Linked DNA regions of Mus musculus: region 2 is linked to region 1. The links are chromatin contacts, called in public HiChIP or PLAC-seq maps. All regions are on one chromosome and are shown on one strand. Each heading gives the region's core, a stretch centred on a gene start, on an enhancer-like site or on the middle of the called end of the contact. The rest is flanking DNA. Distances are from core to core; before and after follow the strand shown. Region 1 holds the start of Sumf2 (sulfatase modifying factor 2). Region 2 overlaps Nipsnap2 (nipsnap homolog 2).

What was found. HiChIP or PLAC-seq counts read pairs in DNA pulled down with a chosen protein or histone mark.
Region 2: a contact with region 1 is called in an H3K27ac HiChIP or PLAC-seq map of extraembryonic endoderm stem cells. The contact joins the enhancer-like site here to the promoter of Sumf2 in region 1. A contact is called at or near these places in 5 of 39 promoter capture datasets (the 3T3-L1 cell line, embryonic stem cells, liver and 2 more), 7 of 115 datasets of contacts at active chromatin or transcription factors (bone marrow-derived macrophages, embryonic stem cells, extraembryonic endoderm stem cells and 2 more) and 4 of 9 other capture datasets (adipose tissue, embryonic stem cells, liver and 1 more).

The regions. Positions count from the first base shown.
Region 1 is chr5:129,845,190-129,851,543 of GRCm38.p6, reverse strand. Sumf2 (sulfatase modifying factor 2) reads right to left here and starts at 4,554. Exons shown (of 9, transcript NM_026445.2): 1 at 4,458-4,554; 2 at 1,487-1,643. The coding sequence starts at 4,548. It overlaps Cct6a (chaperonin containing Tcp1, subunit 6a (zeta)), which reads right to left. Exons shown (of 13, transcript NM_009838.2): 12 at 5,889-5,961; 13 at 5,101-5,796. The coding sequence ends at 5,724.
Region 2 is chr5:129,740,189-129,746,542 of GRCm38.p6, reverse strand. Nipsnap2 (nipsnap homolog 2) reads right to left here. Exons shown (of 10, transcript NM_008095.4): 4 at 1,744-1,838; 5 at 1,257-1,327; 6 at 76-216. Among named protein-coding and RNA genes, the nearest start is that of Nipsnap2, 18 kb to the right of the region's middle. Within about 2 kb of position 3,467, at least 19 of the 459 cell types and tissues checked have an H3K27ac peak or open chromatin away from gene starts, as enhancers often do. A contact at or near this core is called in extraembryonic endoderm stem cells, where this site is marked.

The DNA of each region.
Region 1 (6,354 bases), core at 3,305-5,804:
GTTCAGCACAGTGTCCACGTCTGGCTTTTCTCCATTAGCACTGTGCAATGGACTCAGCTTCTTTTTCTTTTCTTTTTTCTTTCTTTTTTTTTTCTTTTTTTTTGAGACAGGGTTTCTCTGTGTAGCCCTGGCTGTCCTGGAACTCACTCTGTAGCCCAGGCTGGGCTCGATGCCTGCCTCTGCCTCCCAAGTGCCGGAATTAGAGGCGTGCGCCAGGCTTCCTTTTCTTTTTTCTTTTCTTTTCTCTTCTTTTCCTTTCCTTTCTTTTCTCTTTCTCTCTCTCTTTTTGTATCAGTATCAACATGTTTTGCTCCTTTTTATTTTTACTAATTAGTTTTTTAACATTTTATTATGTGTGTGTGTGTGTGTGCACGAGCATGCATGGATGTGTGTGTGTGTGTGTGTGTATGTGTGAACATATGTGCCATGGTGCTCACATGGAGGTCAGAGCTCAACTTAAGGATTTTAAATTTAAAGAATTTTTTTTCCAGTGCTAGGCAATGAACCAAAGGCCCTGCTATCTAAGTTCTTCACAGTGAGAGACACCCTCAGTTTGCTCCTTTTAAAGCTACAAAAGCATGTGCCAACCCACTAACTAATGCAGTCGGTGTCCTCTGGGTTCATGTATTACATACTTCTAAAAACTGGGATCAGACTGGAGGGATGGCTCAACAGTCACAAACATTTGTTGCTCTTAAAGACGTGGGTTGACCCACGCTACCGTCTCGCCAGCAAAACACACGCAGGCCACTCGGATCCTTCTGCAGTACAGCTTTAATACATCTCGAGAGATAGATGATCGGCTTCAGGAGAGGAGACCCAGAGAGCAGAAAACCCTTCCCTTTTATAGGCTGCGAAAAAACGTTGGAGACGTGCACCACTGGGATTGGCTGCCCACTATCAGTCAGTTAACGCCACGAGAAAGGCAGGGCTCAGGTAATGGAATGATACCCTGACGCCTGGGCACATTTTACTACGAGCAACGGATGTCAGCGCCATCTTGTAACGGCGACTGTGAGGGCGGTTCCTCACAGTGGGTTAGGGAAGGTGGCAGCCCACACCTTTAACCCCAGCACAGAGGAGGCAGTGGTGGGAAGATCTCTGAGCTCAAAGACAGTCTGGTCTACACAGTGAGGTCCAGGACAGCTAAACAAAGAGGACTCAAGTTTGATTCCCAACAACCACACGGCAGCTCACAACCTCCTACAACTCCCGTTCCAGGGGATCCAATGCCCTCTTCTGACCTCCGAGGGCACCAGGTCTGCACGTGGGTGCACACACTAAACGCAGGCAAAGCATTCATGTGCCATAAAATAAGAAAACAAATATCTAAACTTTAAAAAATAAAAATCGAGAGTCTATCTTTCGTGATTTGTAAGCTGCGTTTCGGATCAATCTCTCATAGCTATCTCTTTATTAGGAATAAAGGTTAGAATTAGAAAGATTAGAAAGAACCCTTAGCCCTGCACCGAAAAACTGGAAATACCTGAAGTCTTTATTGGTGACTGGAAATATGTCGATGGCAAAGGGTTTTACTGTCACTTCCCGGGCAGGCCCTTCACCGTCTCTGCCATCTGGAGCGTCTGTCCCCATCAGAAACCGGCCACCTGGCAGATGCACCATGGCAGGATCCTGGGCATGTCCTGCAGAACAGGACAGGTGCTAGTAACGCATACAGATATATGCACAGAGATAGGGCTGCATTGTTTGTTTAGTTCAATTTTACAATAATAATAATTTTTGAGACATAGTTTTTCTGTGTAGCCCTGCTGTCCTGGAACTCACTCTGTAGACCAGGCTGGCCTCGAACTCAGAAATCTGCCTGCCTCTGACTCCCAAGTGCTGGGATTAAAGGCGTGCGCCACTATTGCCTGGCAACTCTTTGCTTTCTAAACATGTTTATTTTATGAGTGTGTATCTACCGTGAGTGAGTATGCCTGGTACCCACAGAGGCCAGAAGAGGGCACTGAGTCATCTGGAACAAGACAGATGCAAGCTGCCATGTGGGTGCTGGGAACCAAGCCTAGGTCCTCGTCCTACAGGAACAACAAGTGCTCTTAACTGCCGAGTCACCTCTCCAGACCATACTTGATTACTTACATACCTCTCTTGCCTCAGCTAGGTCAATTTAGAAACTGTAACTTCAAATACATGTACATTTTTCACCCACACTCCCTCTACCACCCGCTCTGACCTTTGGAGACAGGGTCTTACTATATAGTTCAGGCTGGCCTTGAACTCACAGACATCAGCTTGCCTCTGCCTCCCAAGTGCTGGGATTAGTACGTAAGCCACTACACCACTCACACTTCATGCTGTTTCTTTCCCTCTCCCTTTGTACTGTTGAACACTTTACTGTTTTATTTTTGAGATGAAGGCTCATGCAGCCCAGGCCAGCTTAGAACTAGGTATCCAAGGATGATGCTGACTTCCTGATGACAGGGAACAGGTAGGTGTGTACCACTTGGCCCAGTTCATGTGATGCTGGGGATGGAAATCAGGTTTCACATTAAGCAAGCACTGTACAAATGAATCACACCCATAATTTATGTGCATATTACTTTTTTATTTTTGTGTGAGATAGGGTTTTTCTGCATGGCAATCTTTCTGATTTAAAAACAAAACAAAACAAAACAAAAAAACAACCCAAACAATTCTACAGCTCCTTCACCCCAGGGACCCTCCCATCTCTGCCTCACCAATGCTAAGATTGCAGGCATGTGGCACTGTGCCCCAGGCTCAAGAACTTGATGTGTGTGTCACAGGGAATTGAAACCAGGGTCTCACATATGCTATGTGGTGCTCGACCCTAGCTTCTCATTTTAAAATTAGTTGCTTTTTTCCCTTATTTTAGTTTTTGATGACAAGGTCACCCTACTCCCACCCCACTCCAACCCTGGGCTGGCCTGAAAAGAAATCACTATATAGATGGACTAGCCTTGCTTGGCAGTCACAGAGATCTACCTACCTTTGCCTCTCAAGAGATTAAAGGTGTATAAGCAACCAGACCCTGCTTTTCAGGGTCTTATATTTAACCCTCTTCTCATTCTGATACAATTCTACCCATCTCAAGAATAATCCCGAGAGGGCAAAAAAAACCGAGTGAGTAGGGAGATCTCAAATTAAAGGGGAATGAAATATCAAGCTGCAATATAAACTGTAGTTTGATTGTAATTTAACAAACTAACATTTTAAAAAATATTTTTAGGGTTGAGCAGTGGTGGCCCTTTAATCCCAGCACTTGGAAGGTAGAGGCAGGCATTTCTCTGAGTTTGAGCCCTGTCTGGTCTACAGAATGAGTCCAGGACAGCCAAGGATACACAGAGAAACTCTGTCTCTAAAAGCCAAAATTAAATTTTTTTTAAGGACCAGGTTAAATCTTCTGTCCTTTGCCAGTATCTGTACACTCACGGCACACAAACACATACATAAAAAGTGGACACCTCTAAGCCCCAGCATACAGAGGCAGAAACTGATGGATCTTTGTGATTTGAGGCCAGCCTGGTCTACATAGTGAGATTCTGTCACATAACAAACTACAATCTAAGACCATATTTTATGCCTTATAATCCCAATTCTAAAGAAGCTGTCGCTGGAGATCACAAGCTCAAGACAAGCTAGGGCTACACAGTCAAGACCTTTATACCAAAATAAATAAATAAATAATTAAATAAATAAATAACCCACCCTCACCCCCCCCCAAAAAAAAAAACCAAACCCCTAAACAAGGGGCCTCTGCGCCGTAGCTTAGCTGAGAGAGTGCTTGAATCTCTATGAATTTGAGGTTAGCCTGGTCTATGTTCCAGGCCAGACAAGGCGACATAGTTGAGCCTCTGCCTCAAGTATAAAATAAAATAGGATATTAGTATATAAGAGCTCCTGTTGCTCTCGAAGACGCTCCGTTTTCAGTCTCCAGCACCCAAGCAGTGGTTTATAACCATGTTTCTTCTGTTGTAGGGATCCAACCTGACCTCCGCCGGCACCAGACACCCTCGTGGTGCACCTATATACGAGGTTGCAAAACACTCATACACATAAAATATCCTAAGAAAAACTGAATCCAAAAGTAACTAGAGATAAAAGGTGCATTTAAACAACATTTTGAGTATCCGATTACTATGTATGTGACTTAAGCGTATCTTTAACTTTCAAAGCTTTCTACAAATAAAAGCTACGAGTCACACGAGTGCACCAGCTCAAGACATGGAAATGGAGAAAAGGAAAATCAGAATGCCTTACTCCCAACGCCCCAGACAGGGCTGAATACCAGAAGAGACCCTGCTTCAAAAAAAGAAAAAAAAAAAGAAAAAGTGCAGTTTCATGATGGCCAGCCCCAGCAAGTAGCCCGAGACCCTGCAAACCCCCTCCGAGGTTAGGGTAGCATCTAGAGCGCAGGATACAGTCACTTTCAGGTGTTCAAGGATAAGGGTGATATAGGCACAGAGCCACACACTGACCTAGCTGAAGCCTGGGGCAGGACAGGAGCCACAGCAGCAACACCGGAGGGAGCAAGGAACCCATGCTGGGGAACCAGAACTCAGAGCGCATGCGTCTGCTCGGGCGCTTCTTCGCGCCTGCGCACTCGCACTGACTCAGTGACCAATGGCAGGGCGCTCCTTGGGAGCTTGCCTGTCAGGCCCGCCCATGAATGAACACAGGCCCACACCCATCCTACTCTGATTTTATCTGACTGCTTTTGTGTGATGTTAACACCCTTGCAGGTCCAATGTGCTGCAGTCTCAGCTGGCTAGAAGTTGCCCACGGTGCTGGGCACTAACTGCCTGTCTGTGAGAACCAGTAGTACGTAGCTGAGCCAACTCTCCACCCAGATATTTTCCTCTATTCAGTTGAGCTGTTCACTCACTCACTGTGGAATACGGAGCCAGCCCCTCTCCCCAAGTATCACACATAAAATCAAGTACATGAAAACCAAAGAGATAAGCTGTTACAGGTATGATGCAAAACCAAGATAGAAAATAGCCTAAAAAATCTTGTTTCACCCAAACCCTTATTCTTCAACAACCGTCCTTTTGGCTGTTAAATGTGTAACTCTCTCAGCCTCTTGTGTTCCCATGTCTGGAAGTTGGGTGGCAGAGTTCTGACCTTCCAGCCTCCACGGAGTAACTTGGCTTTATTAGCTTTTCTGAAGCATTTTCAGTCATTTCAAGTGTGAATGATCCAGTAGCTTCACTCTTTAAGTATTTATTAGACATTATGAAACCCATAAATTACCCAGATGTGTTTTACACTGGCAAGGATCTTACATGTTTAACAGGGAGTTGGCTGGATAATTTCAAATACATCCACAACAAATTATTCTTTCGACCTGGGGTCTCCTGTAGCCTGAGTTGGCATAGAAATTCCGGACTATTTCCAAAGGGCTAGGCTTACAGGCATGTGTCACCATGCCTTATTTAGGAGAAAACCATTACAAACTTTCAAAGAACACTTACGGAACAAGGGTAGACAACATGCTTATCTTATGTAATTTTTGTATCGGTGTAGCTAAAACATCTTGTTCAGTGGGTTGAAAAAGAGCTGCTTTGAGTGTCTTCAGATACTCAAGGCAAAAATAAAATAAAATTTTACAGTATAATTTGAATAGGTGTCAAATGTCCCGTTTCTTTTCTCCAATCAGGAAGAGAAAATTTTTTTCCAAATCACTTGAAGCTTGGACAAAAATAACCATTCCCCCCAACATCCTGTAGTATCACAGGCAGGCCTCAACCCTTCAGAGAGGACATCCCAGCTCGCATGATCTCGTCGACCAGGAGAATGTTGGTGGCGATCACAGTACTGAAAAGGAGGAAGAGAGGACAGATGAGCTATCAACCCAAACTGCTGTGTCTGCCGCCCGCCCGCGAGCCGCCATGATCGTGTACACTCACCAGGAGTGTAGCAGCTGCTTCTTCACACAGTAGTTATCCCACACACCCATCTCTGCAGCCACCATCGGCTCACCTGCAAATAACCAAGAGCACCAAAGGCTTTTTTCATATATTTTATGAACCCTACCAATTCTAAAACAGAAAACATGGGCCAATTGAGACCATATTTTTTTTTCCTTTTCAAAAGATAAGAATTTTCTATACTACAGCGCAAGACAGCATCCAGGCTGCGGTCCTGTTGCCTCAGTTCTGAAAGGATCACAGGCTGCATCAGGTCAACCTCAGGGACTTTAAATACAAAGGAACAGTACTCTTCCATTAGTAACCAAGACTTCTCCAAACACTCTTAGCAATGCCTTACAGTCAGTGCTCACTGCTTAGCAGACTGCTGCACACTCTGCTCAGGACACACTGCTGTTGACGCACAACACATGCACTTTTGACTTCTCTCATTCCCAAATGTCTT
Region 2 (6,354 bases), core at 2,218-4,717, 100 kb after region 1:
AATGCTCACTTCCATTTTCCTGTCTGCATCAGGAAGCAGGGAAGGACAGCCAGCGTGCACCTGTCTGCTACTTACTCGGAGTTGGTAGGACCTGAGTTCGTATATATTGGGGCCCGGTCTTGGCACTGGCTCATTCCAGAAACTGAACTCCAGCAGCAGCTGGTTCTTCCTGGAGAGAAGCATGTCACTTCTGGCCTTTCGGAAATTTACAAATTCCTTTGGGTGAAAGAGAATATGCTCATGAAATCTTCAGATACTTGCATGAAGATATGCTTTAATAACATCTACATACCGGTAACAGGATATAGATATAGACAGGGTCTCTCTGGGTAGCCCTGGCTGTCCTGGAACTCTCTGTAGACCAGGCTGGCCTCCAAGGTGTGTGCCACCACACCCAGCTTCCATCTTAGTTTTGAATCTATTGCACGGAAATAACGAATTCCTAACCAATGAATTAACTTCCTAACATATACCAGGTTTTTTGCTTGTTTGTAAAGATTTCTTTATTTTATTTCCTGTGTATGATTGTTCTACCTGTCTGCATGTATATGCACCATGCATATGCCTGATACCCATGAAGGTCAGAAGAGGGTACAAGATCCCCTGGATATCTTATACCTGGAGTCACGATGGTCGTGAGCTGATATGTTAGTGTGGGAACCAAACCTTGGTCTTCAACAAGAACAACACGTACTTTAAACCACTAAGCAGGGTCTGATTCCCAGCATCATAGAAGGCAGGTATGGAGGTGCACACTTACGGCCCCAGGGTTTGGGAGGCAGGGCAATCAGGAGCTCACGGCCATCCCTGGGTACGTAAGGGACTTGAGGCTAGTCTGAGCTAGATGAGACCATTTCAAACAAACAAACAAACAAGCAAAAATTCAAAAAGAAAACAAACAGTGAGTAAGTGGTTGAGCTGCTAATGTTATCCAGGGCTGTGTCTACCATGCAGCTTAGCCAGTGTCAAAGCACTGTCTCCTCACTTGCAATGTCGTATCATGGAGGATCTGTGATTTTGATGGTATTAAAACGGGCAATCTCATGCTTATATACAACTTTAAGAGTTCATACAACGAAATTTCTACTGTGAAGGCTGAATGGCTTAATAACAAAAGCTAATAACAGTGTTGTCATGAAGTTCTGTGTGAATACACATTAGACTGCACAAGCACGTGCGCGTGCGTGTATTTTTCAAGTACACACACACACACACACACACACACACACGCACGCACATGTATTTTTCAAAGTTACCTGGTTTTCTTTGAGTTTATTCATGACCTCCGTGAGGGCTGGATAGCCTCCTTCATACCTCCAGAGGTGGACTGAAATGGATTTTAAAAGACAGAAAACATTTAGTGTCAAGAAACTCTTCCCTTGACAATATAGGTGCATGCTCTGTGAACACAGTAGCACACTGTAGTGTGCCTTGTATCCATCACGTGAACACAGTACAACATTGTACTGAGCCTTGGATCCACCACGTGAACATGGTAAAATATTATAGTGTGCCTCGTATCTGCCCTTGAGTTATCTTATGTTTCCATAACAGATTCGGGCATTTTTTAAAGAAGTCGTTTTACAGCTAGTGACTGAAGACATCAGTCATTTGATCCATGAAAGCAGAATGAGACTCGAGAAGGATTGCAAAAACAAGCATTCACTGACCAGACCATTCAACGAGAGGACTGCAGAGCTACGTGAGGAAGAGCTAGCCATCCCAAAGGCGTCTGCTTCCTACCTGCTTGATCCTGCTCGCCATACCACGTGTTCCACGTCCCCACCAGGGTACAAGGGTACTGCTTGCCTTCGTGGATCTTTGGTAACACTTCTTGACTTAAAGAGAAGAGACAGCGGCGCCGATTAAACAGGGGAGCCATTTCCCCGAAAGCATCAGCTGGAATGCAAACCACTGCCTGCCTGTTCTGCCGACTGCCTCTACAACATACGTGGTTTGGATTTGAGTGTTTTATCTGCATGTGTATCTGTGTACCATGAGTGTGCCTGGTACCCACAGACGCCAGAAGACAGCATCCGATCTCGTGGAACTAGAGTTATGAATGGTTGTAAACCATCGTGTAGGCTCTGGGACTTGAATCTGAGTCCTCTGGAAGAGCAACGAGTGCCCAAAGCCACTGAGCCATCTCTCCAGCCCTCCAAGGCAGACTTAGAAGATGACATCCATCCGGAACTGAAGGGTCAGCCACATTCTGCTGTAGATCAGCCCCCAACTTATCAACAGCTTAGGCTTTAACCCCGGGTTATCTGCAAGAGTTACAAGCAACTCCTGCACACTGATAGAGGTGTTTACAGAGGACCAAAGGTCCCAGGCTCCAGGAGCCCCGGCTCCACTGTTTGCTATTTTAGGAGAAAGAACAAAGCTATTTAGGAATGCAATGTTTGCAACAGTTAGGTTCTGCGGCTTCCCATAAAGAATGAAAGTCAGGAATTACACACAAGGCCATGGAAGAGATAGATCAGAGCGTGGGGGGAAGCATTCAAGGCAGAGGGGAGCACTAGGCAGCTCAGCAGGGCAAGGCACTGGGAGCAGGCTGTGGGGTGGGGGGTTGGGGGGGACCTCCAGACACTGTGTGATCTAAGAGTGGGTGAATCAAAACAACATACACGTGAAGCAACAACTCGACTCAGCCAGCTCGGGTGTCTCAGAGGTCTCACGATGAACACACCAACCAATTCAGGACCACCAGGAATGGGACTGATGCCTGAGCCTTGACAAGTCATGGCCACGCGTGTCTTTTAACAGGCATCATATCTGAGCTTAACTCCACAGTAACCTTCCTTTGGTGTAGGCATGGTCTCATGTAGCTGACATTGACTGACCTTAAACTGGGGACTGACTCTTCTTAGGTACTAGCGTCTGCCTCTATGCCTGGCTATACAGAACATTAGCACTAGATCCTGTCTTAAAAACAAAATGAAAGAAAAAAGAAATGCTACTTGATTAGTGTTGACAACACATTGTGATTACCGGAGGATGGTGACAAGTGCTACACATTGTTGTTTAGTGTTTTTTCTTTTGTTTTGTTTTTTGATTTTTTTGTTTTCTAACACAGGATTTTGCTGTGTATCCCTGGCTAGCTTGGAACTTGCTATGTCAACCACACAGGCTTCCAACTTGCAACGATCCTCCTGCCTCTGCCCCTACCCTCCTTTGTGCCAATGTCTGGATTACAGTCATGTGCTACCACTATCGAGCATCCTGACGTAAGCAGGAGGTAAACAACTGTGCAGTGGAGCTACTGGGGAGGAGTGGCATCAGTGTGCACAAACAAGGTGGGGACCAGAGAGGTACAGGGGAGGGGGTAAGGGTGGGGTGGGGGTAAGGGTGGGGCAGACAGTGGGCCCTAGGTAGCTACACAGACTCACATATGGAATCAGTCGGTCCTTGTGCAGAGCCCCACACTTGCTCTGATAAGCCCTGGCCTTATCTAGGCAGGGGCTGTGAGGCAGGCAGTACTTGTACTGAGAACCGACTGGATGGGTGGGCAGTGTCTCCTAACAGGGGCCTCTAAAGGTGGCAGTTACATTGCGCGGGAATAGGTGCTGCTCAAAGTTGTATAGCAAAGGAAAACAAACAAACAAACAAATAAAAATAAACCACAGTGTGGGAAGAAAACACAACTCAAGTAGATAGAGGTAGTGAGAATTTTTGTTTCTTTGAAAATCACAGAAATATTATGGGATGTTTTCATTTCAATCCCAGGTAAGAGATATGGGGCTGCTTTGGACTGTCCACAGCAGCTGACTGTGATATGTCTCGTGCTCTGGCAGGGGTGTGATTTTGCCAGTGGCAGATAGTTTCTGCAACTGTGTGATATCTGGAATTCTGGGGACTTTTCAGAGGGTGTTTAAATGGTAAGACCCTGAGAGGTTGTTTGCTATTACTGTTGGTTCCTGTTTGTTAAGTAATTGTGCTCAAAAAGAAATGAGAGGAAGAAAAAATTAGATTTTCTGATGGCAAAGATCAAACTCGCCCCAAGGAACTCTATGTCCCCAGTCAGCAGGAAGGAGTCTAAGGATAACATCATTCCCTCTCCCTCTCTCTTTTCTTCTTTCCTATCTAGTGTTGGGGGTTGAAACGTGGAAAAGGTGGAGAGCGGTGGAAGAAAAAGAACCTACAAAGTAGCCAAAAGTCTGACTACAGATTGTCTGACATACTTTGGGGTAAGGGGTCACTAGGACAGTAAGGGACATGTTGTTCCAGGCCAGGAGGGCAGGCAGAGATAAAGTTAACTTGGGGACAGGGCTTGGGTAGGCTGAGAGTGAGTTGGAGGAGGAGACTTGCGGGCACCCTGATATAAGGCACATGAAGAATGCCAGCCCTCGGTGATTCATCTCCGAGAACCCAAAAAAGGGTTAACTATAACACAGCAGGGACAGGAGAGCTGGAGATTGTGGTGTGGAGTCTGAAGTGAGATTTAAACTCACTAAAGACACCCAGCCAAGAATCTAAGACAGGACACAGACAGGACACAAAGATGACCAGGGAGGCAGAGCACAGGGAGTACGCCATTTGGTGAGGGAAAAACTGAGAGATCAACATCTTTGGTTTTGGTCATATTTATTTACTTTAAAAGTTTACTATTGCCAGGCGGTGGTGGCGCATGCCTTTAATCCCAGCACTTGGGAGGCAGAGGCAGGTGGATTTCTGGGTTCGAGGACAGCCTGGTCTACAAAGTGAGTTCCAGGACAGCCAGGGCTACACAGAGAAATCCTGTCTCGAAAAAAACAAAAGCAAAACAACAACAAAAAACCCAAACCAGGGGCTGGTGAGATGGCTCAGCGGTTAAGAACACTGACTGCTCTTCCAAAGGTCTCGAGTTCAAATCCCAGCAACCACATGGAGACTCACAATCATCCATAATGAGATCTGACGCCCTCTTCTGGTGTGTCTGAAGACAACTACAGTGTACTTACATATAATAACTAACTAACTAAATGTACATGACAACACCTGCAGCAAATCTGTCTCCAGTTTCCCAGCTTCTACACTCCACAGGGAACCACTGCTTAAAAAAAAAACAAAACCCAAACCAACAAAACAAAACAACCCTCCCCCCCCCCAAAAAAAAAAAAACAAAGTTCACTATTGTTGTTTTGAAATGGGATTTCTCTATATATCTATCCCTGGCTATCCCAGGACTTTCTCTGTAGATCAGGCTGGCCTTGAACCTAAGAGATCTTCTTGCCTTTCCCAAGGGCTGGAATGAGAGCCATGTGGCACCAAATATGGCCAAGATTTATTTTTATTTTACCTGTATGGGCAGTTTTGCTTGCATCAATGTCTATGTACCATGTGCATGCAGTTCCCATGGAAGCCAGAAGAGGGTGCTGGATCCCTTGGAATTTAAATAAGAATGGACCCCATAGGCTCATATATTTGAATGCTGGGTCCCCAGTTGGTAAAACTTCCTTAGGAAAGGATTAGGTGTGGCTTTGTTGGAGGAGGTGTGACATGGGTGTGTGGGTGTGTGGGTGTGTGTGTGTGTGTGTGTGTGTGTTGGACTCTGAAGCCTCAAACGCCCAGCCCATTCCCAGCTAGCTCTCATGCTTGTGAATCAGGATGTAAGCTATGGGCTACTGCTCTACCAGCTACCTACCTGCCAGTCTGTTTGCCATGATGGCCACAGACCCACTTTCTCACTGAGCCTCCAATAAGATACTGCTTCTGTACTGTATGTACGTTACCGTGGTCATGATATCACAGCACAGCAACAGAAAAGTAACTAAAGACAGTTACTGTCCATCATGTGGGTACTGGGAACTGAACCCGGGTCCTCTACAAGAGCAACAAGCACTCCTAACCACTGAGCCATCCCTCTAGCTTCTTTATTTTTAATTTATTGGAAAAAAAAATTAGCCAGACAGGGTGTCACCATGTGGCTTTGGCTGGCCTGGAACGTGATATGTAGACCACACTGGCCTGGAATTCACAGAGCTCTGCCTGCCTCTGCATCCCACGTGCTGGCATTAAAAGCAGGCATCATCACACCTGGCTAACTTTTTTAAGTTTTAGAAAGAATTACACACTCCAGCTCAAGCTGTGTTCCAGCCAGAGACTCACTGTGAAGTCAAGGATGACTCTGAACGCCTGTCCTTTCTGTCTTTATCTTTATGAGCTGGCATTACAGGCCTGTTACTGAGCCCACCCCAGGTCCTCACACAGGGCTTTGAGACGGCAGGTTCACTTAGGGAAAAACAATAGAGGTCCTACTTCTCCCCCTCCCCAAGCTGGCCCCTGCTCCGACCATATTTTTATTTCATACACTGTAGCTGTCTTCAGACACAGCAGAAGACGGCATCAGGTGCCCATTACAGACGGTTGTGAGCC